Regions from separate parts of the Mus musculus genome. Here region 2 is linked to region 1. Evidence: chromatin contacts called from public promoter capture Hi-C data. All regions are on one chromosome and are shown on one strand. Each heading gives the region's core, a stretch centred on a gene start, on an enhancer-like site or on the middle of the called end of the contact. The rest is flanking DNA. Distances are from core to core; before and after follow the strand shown. Region 1 holds the start of Wdr41 (WD repeat domain 41). Region 2 holds the start of Utp15 (UTP15 small subunit processome component).

Region 1 (4,837 bases), core at 2,176-4,675:
TGGGACGAACCTGAGGGAAAAGCTTAAGGCTTTCTTGGGTCTTTTCTGAGTCTGTACTTTCCTTGGGGATATGTGGTAAACTTTCCCTAAATTCCCTCATGTGTATGGTTGCCTTGATATATCCGAGTCCCTAAATATCTGCCTCTTCAGTGGGAAGAACGGGAAATAGAGAAAGATACTGCTGCTGCTTCCAATGGAAGCCTCAGTGGCTGGCCTCTGCTGGGGCCACTTTTCTCCTGGAAGACAAGAGCTTTAAACAGACTGTGGAATTCCTAATAGCGCCTTCCGAATGTCTCCGCTGTCATAATTGTTCCCTAGGTAGAGGGGTGAGTTCCTGGTGAGTCCTACTCCTCTGACTTCCCAGACATCACGGAGCAAATCTTTTATAGAGTTCCTTCCCCATGAAGGAGGGAGCATTCATCCTCTTCAATGTTCTCGAGGGCAGGCAGAATGTCCTGAGATTTGACTCATGTGGAAGTGGACAGGCCCTTGGAGAAACTGCAACATCAGGATACTTCAGCTGTGTAGACAACCATGCTGCCTCGTTTGAAGGTATTCCTAGAACTGAAACGCTGATGTTTGGGACTTCCTTTTACTGAATGCAAGACTTCTTTTCCCCCCGGGGGCTATGCTCACTTTCTTCTGTCCTTTTCATTGCACTGGGTTGTTGGGTATACAACCTTCCCTTGATGCACATAGTATATGATTGCCAATCCTAATTGTCATCTTGACTGGATTTACAACGACATAAGAGAGACAGGTATTCTTCTAGGCACATCTTTGAGAATGTTTCTAGAGAGAAATAACTGCGGAGCGAAATCTGCCTTCCCTCTGGGTATATCACCATCCGTGGGCCGGGACCTGTGCTGGATGATGGGGAACAGGAGAGAGGCAGCAGCTGGGTGCTGCTTCCTGGCCTGCTTTGCTGAAGCTGCTGTGCTCTACTGTGCCCTCCCTCCCCACCGTGATGGACTGACACCTTTGAAACCATGAGCTCAACAGGCTTTCCCTCCCCTTAGGTTGTTTCTTTGGGTCACAGAGATGCAGAAAGCAACAGAGTTTGGGAGTGTTCTCTTGCACAGTGCACTCAGAATGAATATGAATGGTCACATCAGCTCCCAGAGTCCTGGCAACTTGAACGCACACACATCAAGTATCTCCTGAGTAGAACACGTAGCCCAGTCTCATTTTTGCCTGAGCCTTTTCTGCTTTGTCCCTAGAAGGCAGTACTTTTTGTGATTCTTTATTGCATCTTACTTGGTATGTCCATATCCTATATATTGATTCACTGGATGGGACATCCCTGCAGGTAGCCTCCTTTGAGCCTAATAAATACATATACAAGCACACGTGAGAACTTTTACAAATACATTTGTAATTTACAATGTTAGAACAGTAATTCTCAGGTCTTGCTACTCCAATGAACGCACTCCAAACTTTGATTTCTTTTTTTTTTTAATTAGGTATTTATTTCATTTACATTTCCAATGCTATCCCAAAAGTCCCCCACATGCTCCCCCATCCACTCCCCCACCCACCCACTCCCACTTCTTGGCCCTGGCCTTCCCCTGTACTGAGACAGATAAAGTTTGCACGACCAATGGGCCTCTCTTTCCACTGATGGCCGACTAGGCCATCTTCTGCTACATATGCAGCTAGAGACAGGAGCTCTGGGGGGTACTGGGTAGTTCATATTGTTGATCAACCTATAGGGTTGCAGATCCCTTTAGCTCCTTGGTTACTTTCTCTAGCTCCTCCATTGGGGGCCCTGTGCTCCATCCAATAGCTGACCCTGAGCATCCACTTCTGTGTTTGCTAGGCCCTGGCATAGTCACACAAGAGACAGCTCTATCTGGGTCCTTTCAGCAAAATCTTGCTAGTGTATGAAATGGTGTCAGCGTTTGGAGGCTGATTTTGGGATGGATCCCTGGATATGGCAGTCTCTAGATGGTCCATCCTTTCGTCTCAGCTCCAAACTGTGTCTCTGTAACTCCTTCCATGGGTATTTTGTTCCCAATTCTAAGAAGGGGCAAAGTGTCCACACTTTGGTCTTCATTGTTCTTGAGTTTCATGTGTTTTGCAAATTGTAACTTATATCTTGGGTATTCTAAGTTTCTAGGCTAAGATCCACTTATCAGTGAGTACATATCATTTGAGTTCTTTTGTGATTGAGTTACTTCACTCAGGATAATGCCCTCCAGATCCATCCATTTGCCTAGGAATTTCATAAATTCATTCTTTTTAATAGCTGAGTAGTACTCCATTGTGTAAATGTACCACATTTTTTGTATCCATTCCTCTGTTGAGGGGCATCTGGGTTCTTTCCAGCTTCTGGCTATTATAAATAAGGCTGCTATGAACATAGTGGAGCATGTATCTTTCTTACTAGTTGGAACATCTTCTGGATATATGGCCAGGAGAGGTACTGTGGGATCCTCCGATAGTACCATGTCCAATTTTCTGAGGAACTGCCAGACTGATTTCCAGAGTGGTTGTACAAGCTTGCAATCCCACCAACAATGGAGGAGTGTTCCTCTTTCTCCACATCCTCACCAGCATCTGCTGTCACCTGATCTTAGCCATTCTGACTGTTGAGAGGTGGAATCTCAGGGTTGTTTTGATTTGCATTTCCCTGATGATTAAGGATGTTGAACATTTTTTTCAGGTGCTTCTCAGCCATTCGGTATTCCTCAGATGAGAATTCTTTGTTTAGCTTTGAGCCCCATTTTTAATGGGGTTATTTGATTTTCTGGAGTCTACCTTCTTGGGTTTTTTATATATATATTGGATATTAGTCCCCTCAAACTTTGATTTCTATGTGCCAACTAGAGATTGCTTTTCCTAGTCTACATTTTCAAAAGTGTCCAGGTAATTTTTGATACGAAGCCAGGTTGTATAACCAGTCGTGTAACTATTAAGAAAATTTAGAGGCTGACATAGAATGTTTGGAGCTAGAAATGTCGCTCCATGTTTCAGCAGCACAGCCAGGGAACGGATTCCTTCGCTTTATACTTCCTGCTTTGGAAGACAGTCCAGGCAATGTGTAAGAACCGGTTTTGAAGTTTACCGAGCAAGTCTTAATTCCATCATGGCCACCTGCTGGCTTTTATCTTTAGACACATTACTTAATCTTTAAGCGGGTCAGTTTCTTGGTCTGTAAAAAGGGAGGCGTTAGGGTTTGGTACAGTCCTTATTCTGTGGCACACAATGTTGGCTGCTTGGTGTACAAGAACGCCACTAGATTCGTCCAGGAGCAGAAGTCTACTGCAGGCACACCCTCTCCATCTGGCTGTTGGGAAACCAGGAGACTTGCTAGTGTGTTTAAGGGGCGCCGTAGCTACACAGGATTTAGACAAGCGCTGGTCCTGCGGCGACATGGCCGCAGCGCACGCCCACTAGGGGGCGCCCGAGCGACCTGAGCTCTTGCGCCAACCGCGCGGCGCCCACGCGCGTGCTCACTGGGGACGCGGAACCTCCGCCTCCGCCGTCGCGGCCTTCAGTGCGGGCGCCCCAACGAGACTTCTGTTTTCCCGCTGCCTCGCCCCAGGCTCACTCGGCCGCAGCCCCAGCACCTGCGCCGCGGCGGCCCTCGCTCCGTGGGCCGCGGACGCCCCGGCCCGATGCTGCGCTGGCTGATCGGAGGAGGCCGCGAGCCGCAGGGCCTAGCCGAGGTAATGCGCGGGGGCCCGGGGGCGGGGCCGGGGCGGGGCCTGCGGCGAGCGCCGGAAGCGGCTGCTCAGGGCCACCTGGCCTCTGCTAAGAAACTGGGACTTAACTACAAACCAGCAGGAGTGACTGCCACTCTTGATTTATTTGAACCGATAAGTCTTCTCAGCCGGGACTCGAATTTGCTTAAGGAACGTAAATTTAACTAGTTGCTTTCCGAGAAGCTAAGTGAGAAAATGATTTCTGTTTATTTAGTACATGTATGGTCTCATCGTCACATTGAAAAAATAATTTTGTCACCTTAAAAATGTTGACATCTGAAATTTACTTCATGTGCCACACAACAATTTGTGTTACACTTCCTTCCTTATAGGAAGCATTTTACAGTTTGGATTATTGCAAACTTGGCAGTTTTAACTTCCTCATAGCTTTGACATTGACACGTGATTTTTTTAAATCACTTATTTTATATAATTTGAAGTCCTTAGGGTTATGGAAGAATTGTGGATTATTGAATGGACACATAACATATATTTGACTATTTGCTTATTTAGTGAATACACTATTTTATTCAGTTCTGTCATACCTGGTAAAACTCTCACATAATTGAGTGACAGCTAGAAAAGAGACCAGATAAATGCAAAACCATCACCATGGGATAGCATGCTGGATCTTACGTTTTCTTTTCCACACAAAAGTACTTCAATTGTGTAACTGCCTTGAATATGTACACTATAAGAGCTGGTGATTTTTCCTAATGAATGAGAGAACATTACTTATGAATTACAGTCAGCCTTCCAGTCTAAGTGATTCTCAGTCCTGGGGTAATCTTGTCCCCAGAGGATAGTACAGTGTCTACTGTTGGCCATGGGTAGGTGTGATGGGGGCACTGTGTATAGAAGAAGGATGCTGCTGTCTATCCTAACACCCAGGAGAGGTCTCAGGAACAGAAACTTAACGTAGTCCAAACTCGCTTGTCAGACTTAAGAAACCTTGGTTAAGAACAAAGCTTCTTATGGTGAAATTGTACTGAATTTGCCTCCAGAAAGGGGGCCAATTGAGACTTCCCCTGTAGAGTTAAGTTACGAGGTGTGTGTCGTTAGCACAGGCTGCTGTGCTGCCTTCTGGAGGACTCTGCATGCAGGACCTGTCCCCCAGTCTTGTCGCCCAG
Region 2 (4,287 bases), core at 1,783-4,282, 3.3 Mb after region 1:
CCTATATGTCTTAGCAAATACTTGAGAAAGTATGTTTTGTTTCAAGCTATGAGTACAAAGCCAAAAGCAATATGTTTTTTAAAAAAACGTTGTCAATTACTGTCATTTCCCTCTCTCAACTTTTTTCATTTATGCCACCATACCAGAACAAACTGTCATCTAAACTGTTATCTTATTTGGTTTTATGTTATGCTCTTTGTTAAAATTTCATGTGTGTATCTGCTTGTCTAAACGTGCACTGGTGTGAAATGCCTGCTGAGGCCAAAAAAGGTACTGGATCCTCCGGAACTGGAGTTAAAGTAACCAAGGATGACCCTGCACTTATCATTCTGCCTCCCTCCCAAGTGTGTGTGTGTGCGGGGGTGGGGGGGATCACAGGCATACACCACTAGACAGGTTTGTGCAAGGCTGGAGACTGAACTCAGCGCCTCATGCAACCAGACAAGCACTCACCAACTGAGCTACATCCGTTTGAACTGGTGACTGACGCTCAGTCTCTTCTTAGGTTTTTATTGTCTGATTAAGTATCATTTTCCACAAACTTCCTAATCCCAAATTTTTTCTACCTTCTAGGTTTTCAATATATATTTAAAAGAGTCACTGCAAGCATCATTAGGAGGTACAGAGAAGCTAATTTCAGAGTAGAAAAGACAAGAAAATCCTCTTGCATATAAGATTTAAGTTTTATAGTTTCATTTGCCATTATATACATGTTCTGTGTTAAGCAGCTGCATGGTCAAAATAATTAAGTGGTATGGACTTTGACAGCTGGAGACACTGACATAAATGGGTAAGAATTGTTCAAATGCCCTCGTCCCTCATTTCCTCTCATACTTTACCTTATAGTTGTTCCAGTACAGAGTGTCTTGGGTGATCTTCTCACCAAGTACAGGATATGTTTGAATCGCTACAGGTTTATAGCCGGCCATGGTTTCATATAAGTGCGCTGTTATCCTAGGGTCAGGAGTCTGGAACTAATTTCACAATAACTTCAGTGACTCTGCCTCAGGCCTGGAAAAAGAACAAATTTTAAAGCACAGATTGTTTATAAGCTTTCCTATGCAAGGATGATTTTCATTCTACTTTCTTTCAAAAGGCTGTGTGGAACTTTATAGACTAATGACCAATAAACCATCTCATTGAAATCATGGAAGAGACACTTGAAGCATAGAGATCTGGGGTACCATACTGGCCCATCTATATACATATATACATTTACATACACACACACACACACACACACACATATATAATATATACATACACACACATATATATATAATACATACATACACACACACACACACACACACACACACACACACACATATATGCTGCATATGTATGTCCTTAAACCTCCCAGAGCAGGCGGCAATGCTTGAGAGTAAATAAGACTTAGCCTTCCAGTAGTTGAAACCAGAAAAGCATGCAGGGCTGGAACATTCACTTTCTTGTCAAAGGAAAGAATACAGAACTAGAAACACAACAGACTGACCTGACTTCCTAAAAGACAAAAGAAGCAAGGAAAACAAAGTTAATCTTTAAGTGTAGAGGCTTAAGATGAAATTAGAGATAATGTGCTGGCATCAGACATAAAATTAAACGTGAAAGGTTCAAACTGTAGGAAAGAAAACCTAAACAGAGGAAACTTAAAAGTGACAGAAGAAGAAAAAAAGAAGGAGAAGAAGAATCTAAGTTCTTAACACGAGAAGCATTCAACTGAAGACAGTCGGGAGTATCAGATGGACGATTATATCGACGATACTCTCTGTCCACTCTGAAAAGCCTGCACAGCCGACATCAGCAGCACCAAAGCAATCAGTTTAACTTATTCTAATTGCTATTTTGATGAAGCAGAGCAAACCAAGGTTCATTCACTTCACACTCACTTTTGCTTTAACATACCAGGAATGCCCTTTCACTACGTACTTCCTATTTAAGGTCAGCACAGGAAGTCATTCTGTCCCTCAGAAATCCCTCTCTGCCTTCCAACAGGTGTTCTCAAACACTATCAAGGGCCAGATGGTAAATATTTTAGGTCTGGCCAACCAACCGACAAAGCAGAAGATATTCTATAGTTAATGACATGGCAAGAAATTTTTTCACTAGTACTCACAAACGCATTTGTTGTTGTTGAAAGGAAATACAATTCTTTGAGGTCAAGGCCTATTTCATTTAGTTTCAAGCCAAATCACTGTACATAAGACAGTATGTTTATCTGCAAAAACCATTATTGGCTCACTAGATAAAAACAGGCACCGGAATAGATCTGTCCCAGGAATAGTACCTCCTAAGTCTATTTTTCAAGAAATGAAAGGTTTTCGAGGAAAGAAGTGAGAAGTAGCGCTGGCTTGCTAAGTTACACAAATGAAGAACAGCATTGGCGGGGACGTGCAAGGGAAGACAGAACAAGCAATGAGATGCTATGAAAACGAATGTTAGGAAAATCACTGGACCAAGTCAGGACCTAAGAAACTGGGATTCACGGAATAACAGGCATTACGACACAAGGTGTGATCAAATAAACCCTGAAGGGTACTGAGAACATGTAAGAGGGAGATGTTTAATTCTACCTGGACATAATGTCATTTCAGCGGGGTCTCTAAGCATAATGTGGCACGATGGGCACAAAAGAAGCAGAGCGGAGGTGCAGAGAGGGACGAATACCCAGCCATCCTCAAATCACTAAAACAGAATTCTGTCCTTGGCCTTGGAGAAGAGATTGCTCCAGGGACTGACAGAGGTGGCTAGGAGAGCGACTACAGAGGAGCAAAGCCTGGGTCAAAATTAAATCGCGGAGGCAGATAAGTTCAGTGATCTCCGGGGGAAGCCCCAGAACAGACGTCCAGGATGTCAGAGATCACAGTGAGGACTGAGCAGAGCCTGGGCCGCCACCGGGAGCCGCCATCGCCTACCTCCGCGGGGCCCCGAGGGTCCACCGAGGCACCGATCCCCAGGACGACTCCCCAGACTTCGCCAGCTCCCTACAGCATACCGCTCTGCAGCACTCGCTCAAAATCACGCGGACAGTCCAGGAGCCGGAAACGCGGAGGCGCAGAGGCGCGTCGCGGGAAGATGACGTGCAGCGCAGGCGCAGAAGGTTTACGACCCAAAGAACTACAAGAAAGCGCCCTGGTGGGCGGGGCCCTGGGCGGGGCCCCGGGCCGCTCTCCAATGACCCGGAACTGAGGCGATCCATGGTTCTCCGAGAGGATGGGCTACGGGGCGCTAGGGAAACAAGAAGCGATCCCTGGGAGTCGTCTCGCCTTCACCGAACGCTCTGGGCTTTTTCCAGAGGAGATAAAAGATAGGAAGTGACGTCTGGGCCCGAAGCAGGCCCGGGGCTCGGGACCGATCTGGCTAGGCCAGGCCAGAGCCGCTCTCCCGCTGAGCTCAGGGCGCGTGTACCACCCGCCTGACCGGCCCCTGTCCCCGGATCCGCTCGCCGCGTCGGAGCGGGAGCGGGTGTCACCCCGCGGCCGTAGAGCGGGAACGCCCGCCCGGACACCTGTCGCCCGTGAGACGCCTTTCGTTTTTTATAGCACCTTTGCCCCCACTGTAGGACAATTTCAAGAATTAGGAAGAACCCGAAGCCTCTGTGATTAGCTTCCATTGGGGACTGTGCCCCCTGCTTGCATTATACTCTCCCTTCCCAGGCGTCTGGCTGGCGAGCCTACCCACCCTTTCTTTCTTAACTCTTTCTCACCATCTCTGTCATTTCGTTTTTTCCCTCCCTTGTGCTTCAAGTCTTGGCGAATCAACAGTCTTTGCTTATCTCTGTAATCCAGTCTAGATAACCGTTCCCTTTTCCTTTCCTGTTCTCTGGTCAAAGACTGGTAATTCCGTCTATTGAAACCTATTGTTCTATAGGGGTCCGCAAAGAGGTGACTATTTTAACCCCATTTTAGGAAGGATTGAGTCTCGGGAAACTCGTGATTTGCATGTCTAGCACATCGAATTAGTTGGTGTTGAAAATAAATTATCAGACCCAATTAGAAAATATGGGAAAGAAACTGTAAAAAAAAAAATTGTCCAAATTAAGATCAGAAAATATGAGGCACTAGGTAGGTTTTGTGTGCGGTGGCTCCTAAGAGTGATCTTAAACCAGGTGAGGGAGGTGGTACACACCTTTAATCCCAGCACTCCGGAGTCAGAGTCGAGGCTACAAAATAAGTAAGACCTCGTGTCAAAAGAAAAAAGATCTCCATCTGGCAGTTTTTTCCCCCTTTAATGGGAGCTTGAAAGGAAGTTTTCAAGAGAATAGCACTGGACATCCCCTGGGAGAAC

The links. Promoter capture Hi-C pulls out the DNA fragments that hold promoters and counts their contacts.
Region 2: a promoter capture Hi-C map of pre-B cells shows a contact between it and region 1, with 2.7 times the contacts expected there. The contact joins the promoter of Utp15 here to the promoter of Wdr41 in region 1. A contact is called at or near these places in 2 of 39 promoter capture datasets (liver and pre-B cells) and 1 of 484 Hi-C or Micro-C datasets (CD4 T cells).

The regions. Positions count from the first base shown.
Region 1 is chr13:94,972,919-94,977,755 of GRCm38.p6, forward strand. It overlaps Wdr41 (WD repeat domain 41), which reads left to right and starts at 3,426. Exons shown (of 14, transcript NM_172590.3): 1 at 3,426-3,671. The coding sequence starts at 3,621.
Region 2 is chr13:98,259,960-98,264,246 of GRCm38.p6, forward strand. Utp15 (UTP15 small subunit processome component) reads right to left here and starts at 3,033. Exons shown (of 13, transcript NM_178918.3): 1 at 2,916-3,033; 2 at 840-1,011. The coding sequence starts at 929. Ankra2 (ankyrin repeat, family A (RFXANK-like), 2) reads left to right here and starts at 3,117. Exons shown (of 8, transcript NM_001271388.1): 1 at 3,117-3,517.